2 separate regions of the Mus musculus genome follow, and region 1 is linked to region 2. A link is a contact called in public HiChIP or PLAC-seq data. All regions are on one chromosome and are shown on one strand. Each heading gives the region's core, a stretch centred on a gene start, on an enhancer-like site or on the middle of the called end of the contact. The rest is flanking DNA. Distances are from core to core; before and after follow the strand shown. Region 1 has its middle 13 kb from the start of Gm36488. Region 2 has its middle 38 kb from the start of Gm46847.

Evidence for each region. HiChIP or PLAC-seq counts read pairs in DNA pulled down with a chosen protein or histone mark.
Region 1: a contact with region 2 is called in an H3K4me3 HiChIP or PLAC-seq map of embryonic basal ganglia, with 3 times the contacts expected there. The contact joins two enhancer-like sites.

Annotation. Positions count from the first base shown.
Region 1 is chr4:13,598,557-13,601,256 of GRCm38.p6, reverse strand. No RefSeq gene overlaps it. Among named protein-coding and RNA genes, the nearest start is that of Gm36488, 13 kb to the right of the region's middle. Within about 2 kb of position 1,291, at least 18 of the 459 cell types and tissues checked have an H3K27ac peak or open chromatin away from gene starts, as enhancers often do. A contact at or near this core is called in embryonic basal ganglia, where this site is marked.
Region 2 is chr4:13,145,659-13,148,358 of GRCm38.p6, reverse strand. No RefSeq gene overlaps it. Among named protein-coding and RNA genes, the nearest start is that of Gm46847, 38 kb to the right of the region's middle. Within about 2 kb of position 1,373, at least 20 of the 459 cell types and tissues checked have an H3K27ac peak or open chromatin away from gene starts, as enhancers often do. A contact at or near this core is called in embryonic basal ganglia, where this site is marked.

The DNA of each region.
Region 1 (2,700 bases), core at 42-2,541, 450 kb before region 2:
CATCTAGAGGTCTGGTTCTCTTAATTTGAGAAAATCCTACTTTTGTAGGTTTGCGTGTTAAAAAAAAATCTGAGTAGCTTCTTCTGAAGTTGAGAAAAATCTTCTATCCTTACAAATGCTCTCTCAAGCAATGGGGATGGTACCACAGGCTTTCCGACAGATGGTAGCCAATCCAAATTCAGTATGGTAAGCAGGCACCACTCAATAAAACTTTAATTGCTGCATATGGTATCTGCTAACTTGTTTAGAAAATGGATCTGCAGCATTAGCTCAAAGCATTTAAATGGCCTGATCGCACTGGACAGCATGTTGGGCTGCCACCTGGAAGACCCAAATTTCATAGCAGATGTAACACTAGAAGAATAAAGCTGGTGGTTGATAGTCCTGGAATGGAGATGACATAGTCAGCACCCAGCTGTTCTCCCCCACCGTGCTGACTCCTATAGCTTTGGTGTCACTTCTACCAAGCCCCGAGATTACTCATGTATTGTATTCTCCTCCCAAAAAGAGATGGAAAACAAAACAAAACAAAACAAACAAACAAAAAAAACCAACTCTAAACCATACCATAAGGTTGAGATGGGAAGGGGGTTCATGTCCCTACTACAGCCTAAGAAATGTGGACGATGCTTTTGCATGCAGTTGGGGGGAGGAGAGCATAAAGATCTGGAGAGAGAATGTCTGACATATGTGCAAATTTCTGCCAAAAGATGGGAGCCAAGACAGACGAGAAAGAAGGCTCCTTCTGAGCATGCTGGAGAGAGCTTTGCAATTTATCACTCACATTTGTTTTACCTCAGCAAACAATCACACTCTGCACAGACCAAGGAGGTCAACTTACTAGCCCCCTAGCTTGATGGACTGAAGAAGGATCATTTCTGAAAACAGGGACTCATTAACCCCCTCCCATCAACTTGGGTGGCAACATAAGGAGCTGAAAAGAAAATAGAAGCTCACTATCTTAGACTATTTAAAGACGGAGAGAGGCTATTAAAGGAAGCAACAAAACTAATTGTTTTATTGTAGTTTTTTTTTTTAAATGGAAAAATTGAGAAGGGATATTCACTTTTGAACATTAGTGCTCTGATCCACCTCAACCCCAATCTAAATTCAGAGAACCCACAGATGCACTTTCCAGACTCACTATTGATTTCTGACCTGTAAATTACTTTCCATCAAAAAGGTCTTGGTACAGACTAGGGCTTTGGAGTAGCCTGGGCACTTCTCAGCTGCAATCTGCATAATGTTTAGTATTCAGTGAGTTAAAGCAGGCAATGAAAGGGAACTGTCAACGCAATCTAGAAGATATAAAGAAATGAAGAGGGGGGGAGCCGTATGCTAATAATCCACTCAGTAATTAAGTGAAGATCGCTGCCAAGCGCCACCGCCACTTTCAAAGGGTAATTTGTACAGGAAATCATAGAGTCATTGTCAAATCATTTCAGGATAAAAGGAAAGTCATCAAGTGAGATAAGATAAATGCTGGGTGTCTGGCAGCGGGTGCCCTGCGAAATGCCTTTGCTTTTTAAATTTTTTCCTTAAAAAAAAAAAAAGCCCTGCAAAAGTGAGGCTGGGAAAACTTGACAGGTTGAACTGTGCATTGACTATTAATAATAGGGGTGCTCTGTGTAGGGATGCATTTTTAAATAGGTTACTTGAACAAAAAAGTGGCAAAATAAATCAGTTAAGGGGGCTTAACTCATAACTAATACACTATGGATGATTTTTTTTTGTCACTCTCTGCCACCTTTTGGGTCACAGAATTCTCAGCTGCATTCCTCTTGCTTCTCTCCGTTAGCTAAGTTGTACTATTTTAAATATTTTGTACTATCTTGTTGTTTGGGGAGGACAATGCTCTAGAAATGTAACCTTTCAAAAAGAAGTTGGAATGATAAGAATCTCTCTCTGTTACTTTCCTTTCTTACAATCTTAAATTCGACACTCGAATGCAGATTTTGCTTCATGCCTCAGAAAGATTGTAAAATTAACATGCAAAGTTTGCAAAGTACATGTCTTTTTTTTCCCCCTGTAAAGGGGGCTACTGTAGCACTTGAAAATTGCTATTCTTATGAGAAAATCTCAACAAGATGATGTGCAGTCTGTATTTGCCATTCAAATGTATGTCCTTTCGCTCACTGACTTCCTCTGACTTAACCTGTGTCAGATAAACGTCTCCCAAAGCATAAATTGATGTGTGTGCTTGTGGGTAACTATTTTTCTATAGCCAAATGGGTGAAACGTTTCACCCAAATATTTCCTTAACACTGATGTCTTCTGTCACACTGAAAGGAAAGTTTGTTTGCTCCTGGGAGCAAATTGTCAGAAAATTTGAGAATCTCTGTTAAGGCCCTTGCCCTGTAGTGACTGTGCTCCAACCAGAAAAGCCCGCATAGTGCTGAAAGCAAGACACAAGAATTGTCCCTGGGCATCTGAATATAGTAGAAATGTCTACTGAGAATATCTCCTTTCTTTGTTTGTTTGCTTTTGATTGCTGGACAAAGGTATTTTGGAGATAGAGATTATGCATTTTATAATCCAAAGTTAGTGGGACCTCTAGTGTAAGTGATATATTTAAAAGCTCAGCCTTTGTGGAGTTACTGTGTTAAGACATTGACCCTGGTAATGAAGAGTTGGGAAAGGAACAGATAACCTCCTTATTTGAACATTTTAATTCTTTAGTCACTGTCTCTATTCATCAGT
Region 2 (2,700 bases), core at 124-2,623:
TACAAAAATGCATTACTGGTTTCTCAATCTCCTTTGTTGTTGTTTACATTGAAGTTATCTATATATTTCTCTTATTTTTTTCATTGAACAAAGTTTAGAAACCCTTCTAAACTGTTGTTTACCCCCCCCCCCTTCTAACTAGCACAAAATGTTAGCAGCTATGCTTCTATTAAACAGACAACAAATATCAAGCAAATGTGGGTGGGGGATGGTCAACATGATTCATGTCAGAAATATGTGACAAAACGTTGAGGCTACCTGAGATATTTAGAATATTTCTTTAATGACTTCTTGTAGGGCTTGGCACCAAAAATAAAAAATAAAATCTTTAAAAGCCAACTTGCAAACTTAAACTGTGGTTGTTCTATAAGCCAGGCTTGCAAAGTTTGAATGCTAAGACTTGGTTGCAAAGCTAATCACCTAAGCAATTCATCTCTGCTGCTTGCTGTTGTTTCACACCCAGGGTGCAGGCAGGGAAATCCCAAATGGAGGAGATACACAAACAGGCTTCAGTATGCACACACTGCTACCCTGGGGCTGGGTATGTTGCATGTTTGTGTACACATTATATGAATATGTGTAGAGCAAGTGGGATTACAGCTGAAATACAGCAGAACTCAATACACTACTACAAAAAAAAAAAAAGAAGAAGAAGAAGAAGAAAAAAGAACGAAAAAGAAAAAAAAAAAGACTTTATCAGAGCAAACTAAAGGTGCAAAACACCTTTTCAGAGTGTGCTTTTAAATGACCTGCCACAGTGTTTTCTAATTATTACAATGTGAAAATCATTAGAGCAAACAGAAGCAAATGTATTTCCTCACTCGCCTGTTTCCTAATTACAATGTACAGGCTGCAGATAATAGCCCTTTGCTGTTGTTACTATTTAGCAACTTTGAGCCAGTTTTTAACAGCCCACCCTCTCCACTGTACGATGCTATAAATTGCAACACAAGTCAACACATCGGTGTATAATTTCCCCCAAGGTTTTATAAGAATCATTAATATAAAACATTAATGTGGAGAGCCCGTAGTACCCCTCCCCGTCCCATTTTTGGTTAAGAGTTTAAATCTATTGACTTGTAGCTGGCTTTTAAAATGACATTTTTTTCCTCGCTGCCTTTAATTCAATCCAAATTAAAAAAAAAATAAATAAAAAGATGCCAGATGTCATGAGGCCAATAAGCAGGTGGGCCGAAGCTTCTGTACCAATTCAAACTGGCACCGCATCAAACCTGGTGGGTATAACCTTTAATTCACTGCTTCCCTGGCACCAGATCTCGTGCCATCTGCTCAGCCTCGCTAAGCTGTGCATGTTTCTGTGTGGGGACGATGCCAACAATGCAAACTGTCTCCTACATGTGCAGGGAATCATCAGTGCAACTAGTTTTTCGAGACCCATATGGTGGCATCTGCGAAGGCACACTGTCAGCATCGCTGCCTGTACCACCCTTCGAGTTTTAAGAATGGGAGGAGAGAATGCCAGTTTTGTAATTCACTACAGAGAGCCAGGAAGAAAACTTTTGCTTTCCTTCTGGTTGCTTTTATTTGGCATCATTTGACCAGAACACCTGAGGCATAGGAAGAGCCTCGACCTCAGCTCAGAGGCCAAGAACTCCAGAAAGGCTTTGTACCCCTCTCACTCCAAGTTTTCAGACATAGAACGGCCGCATGAAGCCCCTCCGTCGCTGCACCCACACCACAGAAGGCTCTCTTTGAAGAGTCCTTTCTTATTTCCCTTATGATTTCAAATACAGAGATTATCTTGACTTGCTGGGAAATGAAGGAAGATAAAAGAATAGATTTGCTTATCACTGCCCACATTTCACAGATCTTAGAGAACCCGCGCAGTTCTGACCTATGAAGAGTTGATCCTTCATCTGCTTAATGGTTTCAATTATAAGCGGAGCATTGATAATATAAATTCTCTCTCTCTCTCTCTCTCTCTCTCTCTCTCTCTCTCTCTCTCTCTCATTTTTTAGAGTGCTCCAGAATGAGAGATTACTTCCTTGATTCTTAACTACCGATAACTACCGCCTCTCTTATCCCAAGACAAGACAAACACTCCCAGCTTATCTTCTAGAAGACTTAAAAACTTGGACCAATGCTCTATTGCTAAATAGAAAAAAACGAATAGAGTTGTGTTAGTTTTGTTGTTCCTTACCTATTCCCCATAGTGACTATAAATTCCATGGAAATACACATTTTGCTTAGCTTGTTTGCCTCAATGTACGTTCTAATAAGGAATCTAAGACCATTTACTGAACAAGTAAAAAAGAAATAAATGTATTTACAAGCATAGAGAAAATTTCATGTTTAGATAGCCTGATAGGAAAAAATATATTCTAGAAAATATGAGACACAGTCAATCCAATTGAATCAGTGTACAAATGTACTGTCTTCTGTATCCTAACTCTGGGCTGCATACTGTGCTAAGCACTTCACAGTCTATATCTTACTTTATTATTTCAAAAACTATGTTAATTACTGATATGCCCTCCAACACACACCACTGTACAGAAAGAAGTCGCCTGGAAAGAACAGGGTTAATTAGTAGTCAAATCTAGCCCCTTATGATTCTAGAGCCTACATCTTAATTACAACATTAAGCAGTGTCTGCTCTATCAAAATATTTGGTAACTTCAACCTGAATCAAATGAAAAATGTGTCAGATAATAGGTGCATGCTTCTACCATATGTTAG